Linked DNA regions of Hordeum vulgare: region 2 is linked to region 1. The links are chromatin contacts, called in public Hi-C maps. All regions are on one chromosome and are shown on one strand. Each heading gives the region's core, a stretch centred on a gene start, on an enhancer-like site or on the middle of the called end of the contact. The rest is flanking DNA. Distances are from core to core; before and after follow the strand shown.

Evidence for each region. A called contact is a pair of places that touch in the nucleus more often than the background predicts.
Region 2: a Hi-C map of leaf shows a contact between it and region 1, with 3 times the contacts expected there. The contact joins the promoter of LOC123403401 here to the enhancer-like site in region 1. A contact is called at or near these places in 1 of 6 Hi-C or Micro-C datasets (leaf) and 1 of 1 datasets of contacts at active chromatin or transcription factors (embryo).

What each region holds. Positions count from the first base shown.
Region 1 is chr6H:399,043,642-399,048,014 of MorexV3_pseudomolecules_assembly, forward strand. No RefSeq gene overlaps it. Among protein-coding and RNA genes, the nearest start is that of LOC123406045, 100 kb to the left of the region's middle. Within about 2 kb of position 2,595, at least 3 of the 3 cell types and tissues checked have open chromatin away from gene starts, as enhancers often do. A contact at or near this core is called in leaf, where this site is marked.
Region 2 is chr6H:399,407,573-399,411,781 of MorexV3_pseudomolecules_assembly, forward strand. LOC123403401 (GATA transcription factor 6-like) reads left to right here and starts at 2,622. Exons shown (of 3, transcript XM_045097336.1): 1 at 2,622-2,839; 2 at 2,967-3,260; 3 at 3,357-4,209. The coding sequence starts at 2,681. The coding sequence ends at 4,121.

The DNA.
Region 1 (4,373 bases), core at 1,345-3,844:
CGGCCAAGCACGACTCGCTGCTGACGGCGACCCGGAGAGCTGAAGGCGGCGCATCGGTGAGAGCTGTCGGCGGCGCATTAGGTCGCGTGGGAGCCGACGGCGCATCGGGTCATCTGGGAGTCGGCGGCCAAGCACAACTCGGTGCTGACGGTGACCATGGAGAGCTGCCGTCGGCGCATCGGTGAGAGCTGCTGGCGGCGCATCGGCTCGCCTGGAAGTGGATGGGAGTGGATAAGAGGAAGGGGATGACCACAGGTTGGATTGAAACGTTTTTTCCAAATGCACTTACACAAGGAGTGCGGGTTGAATACATAAAAATGCAGGGGTCTTTCTGCAAAACTGTCATGACGGACGACAGAAATCCTATCTGTTTTATTATTATTAGGGAGAGATAAGACGGATGGAATATATCTGAAAGCTTTGACATCATTTCCATCAGAACAAAAACATATGCTTCTGGAACCATGCTTCTCCAAGCGTGATAGCGGGAAGCACTTCAACATCGGTTCGTTCGTCGTCCGCACCGAGCAGGCGAAAATGCCGTGTTTTTTACTGTTTGGAACTAGCCGCACGCGGTTCAGTTAATTAGCGGTGAGGCGACCTAGGCCGCTAGGCTCACGTCTTGTCGGTAACCCTGGATGCAAAGCATCATGGACGTGCCAAAAAAATAATCAGCCGAACAAATATACTTGTTCCCGTTGGGGAGCAGGTGGGCGGTTTGTCACAGGTGGGATCTATCAGCCGTGAAAGTTAGATTATGTGTTGATCGCAGCATTGTTTTCCAGATCATGGGAAGGGCTTGAAATGGCTTTGTGGAGGGAAATTCCTTTTGTGACACACGAGGAGAGTACAGGTATGACACACGAGGAAATCCCTGAGAGAGTATGCAACACGATACGGTATGTACTCTCTCTTTTTTAGGGAAAAGGGTGCAGTCTGTACTCGGCAGAGAAAAATATGTACAGCGTATCAGCATTATTAGACCCATGTTGCACACCGAATTCTTAGCCTGCCTGTGCATAGTTTCTGTGCATAGTTTTTGAGGCGCTGCTACAAATCAACCGGCTTACGAAATCAACCGGGTTGACAGCCGTATGATCAGACACTTTCAGCCATACGATCAAACACTCTCATGACATCATCATATAACGACTCCATGGAGCGCTGCACAACTTCGATCGGCCCGCCGACGCTCCATTCCAGCGTTCACGATGCTTCATTGCAAACCCGTCGAAGCTTCACCAGCTCGGGCGACGCTTCATTGCGACTCCGACGATGTTTCACTGTAGCGCGTAGCCGACGCGGTAGGTTCCATCGCAGCAGCCGACGACCGCTGGCGATGCTTCACTGCAGTGTGCAACCGGCGTGACGGGTTCTATTGCAGCACCCCGACTAAAGTTGTCAGAATCGTGACTCAAGTCTTCAAAATCTTACGATCTTATGATCCAAACTACCCACTACGATTCTACGATTTTGCTTATAGAATCTAAGTTTCTACGATCCTGATAGTTAGGATTATATGATTCGTGACCCTAGCAACAGAGCTCCGATCCGATTCAGAATCGCGATTCTGACAACTTTGATCCCGACAACCTCCAATGAAGCTTCACTGCAGAGCCATCGTCGCGCGGCGGTGCTCCATCGTTGCACTAACCGCCTCATCGAAGCTCCATCGCAGCACCCGAGCCGCCGATGAAGCTTCCCTGCAGCACGGCCACCGACGCATGATGCTTCATTGCATCGCGGCGGGGTGCTGCGGCGAAGCACGCGACGACAGTGTCGAATTGCTGCGACGCAGCACGACGGCGTGGGGTGCCAAGGGATCTTGGTGTGGTGAAGCACCCGGCGGCGATTCCAGACACGGCGGCGGTGGCAGCAGATGGGGCGACGCAACACGGTGATGGTGGCGACAGGAGCACATCTCAGTGCGGTGGCTGCTGCCATGGCTTGCGGTGCTTGGGGATAAGAGAAAGGAAAAAGACGGGGAAGAAATGTGAGCAGAGGAAGGAGATAAGGTTGGGTGGAAAAGCGACGGATGGACCATGCGAGGTGTCGCGTGGGAGAGGAGGCTTACATGAGTTTAAAATCACCCGGTTGATTCTAGTGCTTTTCCTACTTTTTGAGGGACGTCCTATGTGGCGCCTTCAGCGCCGGTGAAGGGAACTAGCGCGTGCGCACTTCTCCTCGTGGGCCGGCCCATGTAGAATGTGTTAATCATTAAACACTTAAAATAAAGTTTATAGAATTTTAAAAAGTCAGATTTGTGAAAAAAGTTCAATGATTATGAAAAAAATTCACTGATTTTTAAAATATGTTCGTGAATTTTCAAAAATTTCACAGAATTTGAAAACAAATCTTCGATTTTCAAAAAAGTTCATCAATTTTTAAGAACAGTTCATTGATTTTTAAAATGTTCACGAATTATAAATTACGTTAACCAATTTTTTTTTTAATATCGATTTTCAAAAAAGTTCACTGACTTCAAAAAAGGTTATCAATTAGGAAAAAAAAATCACAGACTAAACTACAGACAGGATCTCTAGATGGGCCGGCCAATTACGAAGCGCTGCAGGTGCCGGCTAGCAACATTTGCCTGTAACTGGCGCCTGTGGCGCTAAATAGAGTTTGCCAGCTTTTGATCCGTGGAACTTGGGCCGCATTAAACATGCTCGGGTCTGCCGAGCAGGCCGGCAGACTAGCGAGCAAACACATGCGCCTGTGGGACCTAAAATGGGCCGGAGATATTTATTGACTATTGAGTTCGGCCGAAAGAAATTAGGATTTTAGTTTCCATAAAACTGGATTTTTGATTTAGCAGATAAACATAATATTTGGTTTAGAAAATGAGAAATTATACTAAATTAGAAAGAACTTCACTTATTACAAAAAGTTTGCAAAACTAGAAAAAAATAACAGATTTTAAAAAAGATCATGAAAGCAAGAAAACATATTTTTTAAAAATGTTCAAAAAATTAAGAATATGCCTGTACTTTTTATAAATCGACTAGTTTTAGAGAATATGCTTGAATTAATTTGTTTTCACAAAATTATGAAAAGTGCAAAACTAAAAAAACTTCACAGATTTTAAAAAAGATCATGAAAATAGGAAAACATACTTTAAAAAATGTTAAAAAAATTAAGAATATGCCCGTACATTTTTCTAAAAGCTACGATTTTTATAAAACATGCTTTAATTAATTTGCTTTCACAAAATTAAGAAAAGTAACAAATTTATAAAACTGTTCAAGAATATTAAAATATGTAACTGTTTTCTTCAATTGTTCATCAATTATGGACGATAAAAAAACAAAGATACGCAAAAAAAAGGAAAAAAAAAAAACAGAAATAAAGAGCGGAAAAAACGACTCCAACATATTGGTTTCCCTAAGAGTAGTAGTACCAGCCTTTTTGTAACATAAAGGGTAGTACTGATTCTTTCCTTCAATTATACACTAAGCTCACAAAACATGTGATTATATGAGTAAATGAGGAAATATTGTATACATCATGGGTATACATTAGAGTGGATAATTGAACTTCATGCATTTAAATGAACAACTTTGCTTTAGGGTACAAGGCCAACCCATGTAAATATTTCTTTTCAAAAGTCCCAACATATTGGTTTGTCATTTTCAATCGCCCTGTCCAATTACCCTCTGCGGGACCAATTGAGGTCCCAAGGCCATTGTTACACATGTTAAAACAAGCATAGTAAGGATTTTATAGCTTACTTAAATAGTATTTTATACTCATATGCAGGCGAAATTAATAGCCATGCTCTTACATGGGTTTCTTTTTTTGCGAACCCTCATGTGAGCTATGATTGGATGTCCCGTGTCTTGACTGGTCATTTTGTAATGAAGTCATTTGATTACTTTTAGTACAAACCAAGGGTTCTATTGTAGAACACATGTCCATATCAAATTTCAAAAATAATAGTCACAATGATGACACGACTAGTCCACATCCCAACATAAGTCACACGAACTCTTCTATGAGGACCATGCTAGGAGAACACCATGCCCTAGACATATTACGTATTTGTATTTATTTCTTTTGTATCCCTAAAAAATATTTCTTTTTGTGTGATTCTCAATATATATTGTGTGTGTGTGTGTGGTGTAGGGTGGGAGAGATGGGAGAGAGAGAGAGAGGCATGATGTGTGAAAGTGCACATATCACCGTAATACCGTTTCCAGAAGTATTTACAAATATTATAGCAACCATGAGGAAAGAAGTTTAGTTTTTCCTTATCAATACAACTAGAGTCATCGTAGTTTCTAATCATGTTCACACCCAAACCGCAGCTTGAAAATAGCGCACTTGCTGCCATCGTAGATCGGAGCGCGAATACTATAGGTCAACTAAACTAG
Region 2 (4,209 bases), core at 1,372-3,871, 360 kb after region 1:
AACGGACGTGCGTCCGGTTTCGTCCGCTTATCAATTTATTCCAGGTTCATTTTTTTAGCCTGATTCACGTTGGCGGACACGAGACAGACGCGTGCGGTGCGCGCCAACTACTCCCGTGGCCCGCGAGTCGAGGGCAAAGCCTCCACCGTTTCCCTCCATGTTCCCAAAACACTTCCGCCCGCGCGCTCTTCCCGTCTACTCGCCATGGACAATGACCTCGATTCCACCATCGGCCTCGCCTCGTCCGGCATAACGACCGTCCCCTCGTGCAAAGGCAAGCCTTGCGCCCCCAAAAGACCGCCACCACGCCCAAGAAGAAGAAGGAGCTGACGCCCGAGGATCGGGCTTGGGAGTCGGCAAAGAGAAATGGCCAAGGCACGCGGCGGGCGCAAGGGATGAAGCAGCGTCTGCCGTGGCCATAGCCGCCGCATCGCAGCAGGAGGATACGAGTGCACGTATCGCAGCGGCTACAAGTGAGGCGCTTTTGTACCTAGAGTAAAACCTTGGCCATCATGGGGTTGTCAGCGTCGTTGTGGCCGCGGCTAGCACATGCTCGTCTGCCTTCCCTCGGATGGCGTTACCACAGTCACCCACACATCAATAACTCATCCGATCCCCGGCTTCTACGTCTACCCCAGGCCTCCCGCCTCTCCGGCGAATGCTCGCTGGAGGTGAGCGTGATGACGCCATCCACGCCCGCGCCCTGCCCCGCGCACATCGACCTCAACTCCAGACCGGTAGCCGATGTCTCGTCATCCGGTGGGACGAGGAAACACGCGTGGGAGATGTCAGCCGACATGTTCTCCGATGCCCGCAACCTGTTTGATGGAATGCCGGTAGCCATCAACAACGAGAGGGCAAACCACTTCATACAGAGCATCATCTTCGAGGGCGCTCTGGCAGTCGCAAATGGTTCTGGTTACGATCTTGATGAGACCCAAAGCTAGGACGGTTGTGGTGGACCGTTCACTCCGTTGACCTATGACCAAGCTCGCATGCAGCTAGCCTTCGTGCAAGATCAGGTCGGCCTGGACCTGGACGGCTTCCCACCCGACCACGTGTTTCCGGATGACTATAGCCTCAAGGAAGAGGATGAGGCGGACATTGACGGAGAGCCTCTGTTCGAGGACGAGCTCGTCACCCAAGTCACCGAGGTGCAGCCCAAGCGAAAGAGCAAACAAACGAAGGCATACACGAGGGTTGAGGACAAGCTCCTTTGTGAATGTTGGAGGGACATTGGGCAAGACCCCAAGGTCGGCGCCGATCAAAAGGCATCAACCTTTTGAATTTGTGTCCGTCGTGAGTTTGGCGAACGCAAGAAGTTCACGTCGTACCAAATGCAAAGCACGCGAGGGCGGGTGTCCATTTTAAAGCGATGGAAAGTGATCCAACAAGAATGCAACAAGTTTTGTGCCACTTATAAGAGCATCAAGCACGCCCCGTGCACGATCGACATACAAGACATGGTATGCATACCCCCTCTTTGTTTACATGTTTATTTGTTAATATACTTGCGTGTAATTTATTTGTAGGCGTTCCAAGCTTTAGAGACATTCGTTGTCCAACATGAAGGCAAGTCCTTCAACCTTTCTCATTGTTGAAGGATCATCAAAGATGAGGAGAAGTTCAAGCTCCAATATGCCACCCTCACAACGTATTGGGGGGGGGGGAGGAAGCCGTGGAGGAGGTTGGGGAGGGTGAGAAGCCACGGCCGCAGGGAAAGACCAACTACTAGAAGGACGACAAGTGGGATGCGGCGTCAATCTCCTTGAGTGCAACCGTGGAGGGCATGATGACCAAGAGGGATTCAAGGTAGGAGAAGCACCGACAAGACAAGGAAGAGAAAATGAACGCCTTCATGGAGATTCAAGGGGGGGGGCTTGAGATGGAGGCGGAGAAGCAAATCAGGATGCTTGAGATGGAGGCGGAGAACCATGCCAAGATGCTAGAGATCATGCCGTCAATGCCAAGACCAAGGCGAAAGAAGTGGCTCTCGTTAGCATGATGACGGGGATGGAGATCATGAAGGTGGATCTCAACACCATGTCGTCAAGGAAGAGACCGTGGTTCGAGAAGATGCAGGCCGACATGCTCAAGTTCAACGACGAGTGATCTATGGCTTCGAGCGTCATCCTTTTTTGTATGCCAGCAAGTGTGTTGGCATGACCACGGCCATGATGGCCTGGTCGAACTCCCGTCCCTTTTTGTGTGCTGACATATGTATCGACCGCTCGCACGTGCGCCACACATGAACTATTTTCTGAATCTGACATTATATGTCGACCGTGGCATGCTATCGGCATGAAATTTGGACAACGACATGATCACTGGCTTGATCTACTTTTCAAATGTGTGCACGGACATAAAATGGGTCGTGGATGTTGGACGCACTGCCATCCAAATCTGAAATAGGACAGACGTCGAGCGGACGGTCGATCCAAATAAACAAAAAAAAATAAAAACATCGTCCGTTTGGACCGGGACGTTGGCGTTGCTCTAAAAACATGACTATTGACTATTAGCACTTGTGCATAATTAAACATTATTTTTCTTGACGATGAAAAAGAAATGGAGTGGAGCAACGTGATTGAGGGAGAGCAAAGCGGGTGAAAAAGGGTGGGGGAAAACAACATAACGCAACAGTGCATTTGTTGCGGACACGGACTTTGGCAGCCATTCAATGACCCACCAGACACTCATCTCTTCCGCCCCTGCCGCTGCCTTTTCCTCTGCTCCTCACCTCCTCAACGCCTCCCTCCCTACCCTTTCCCACTCCTCCTCCTCTGCAGCCGCCTCCGCCATGTCGTCGTCGTTCGCGCACCACCACGGCTCCCTGCAGGTAAGCATGCATAGCCTCTCTGTCCTCAGACGTGTGTGTGTGAGAGAGAGAGTGAGACGGTTATTGTTTAGCAAGAGAGGGAACTGACGAGAGCTTGCTCTCCTGCTTTCTGTGGGTGCGGTTTCAGGCGGAGAGGATGTCTGCGCTGAGAAGTAGCCTCAGGCCGTACGAGGCAGTCGAGGAGGTGGCGGCCGCCGCGGTCGCTGGGCCGACGGCGTGGGGAGCCGGGCTGTTGGGTGACGGCTTCTCGGTGGAGGAGCTCCTTGACCTTGAGGAGCTCTGCGAGGTGGACAAGGAAGACGGCTTTCTCTGCGAGACGGCTCCGGCCACCGAGGAGGAGGAAAAGTGCAGTGACTCGCACGGCTCGTCGGCGGTCTCCTACGAGCTCATGCCGCTTCTTCCGCCGGAGATGGACCTGCCGGTAAGACGTTTGACCCTTTTTTTTGCTTTCTCCGGCCAGACGGCGCTATTTTAGGTCTACAGCGTTATTCATTTCTTTTGCGTGCTTTCTGTGTAGGCCCACGACGCGGAGGAACTGGAGTGGGTGTCGCGTATCATGGACGACTCGCAGGCAGAGCTCCCGCCTCCGCCGCAGCTCCCAGCGCCAGCGGCGTGGCCACCGCAGCACCGCCGGCCGCAGGAAAGCGCCGTGCCGGCCGTGGACCCTATGCGGACCCCGACAATATGCGCGCTTTCCACTGAAGCGTTGGTGCCGGTGAGGTCCAAGAAGCGTAGCAAGCGCTCGCGCGGCACCACCGTGTGGTCGCTCTCCGGCGCGTCCATATCCGACTCGGCGTCGTCGTCCGCCACCAGCTCCTCCTGCTCCTCGTCGGCCTCCCTGTCGTCCTTTTTCCTAATGGACTCCCCCACCTTCAACCTCCTGGACGAAGCGCCACGCACGAAGAACAAGAACAAGAAGTCCAAGCACAAGCCCAAGAAGCGCGGGCGCAAGCCAAGGAGCCATCTCCCGCCACAGCTGTCGGGCGGCGCCGCCTCCCCGCCGGTCCAGGGAGACCGGCGCTGCAGCCACTGCGGCGTCCAGAAGACGCCCCAGTGGCGCGCGGGGCCGGAGGGCGCCAAGACGCTGTGCAACGCCTGCGGCGTGCGGTTCAAGTCGGGGCGGCTCCTCCCGGAGTACCGGCCGGCGTGCAGCCCCACCTTCGTGGGCAACCTGCACTCCAACTCCCACCGCAAGGTGCTGGAGATGCGCCGCAAGAAGGACCCCGTCGGCGTCGTCGTCATCGAGGTCGCCGCCGCCGCGCCGGCCGTTGCCTCGTTCTAGCCGCCCCTCCCCGCGGCGGCTAGTGTACATCTTTTTCGGCCGTGTCGTTGATTAGTCTGTTGTAACGTACTCCTCGTGGATTTTTCTT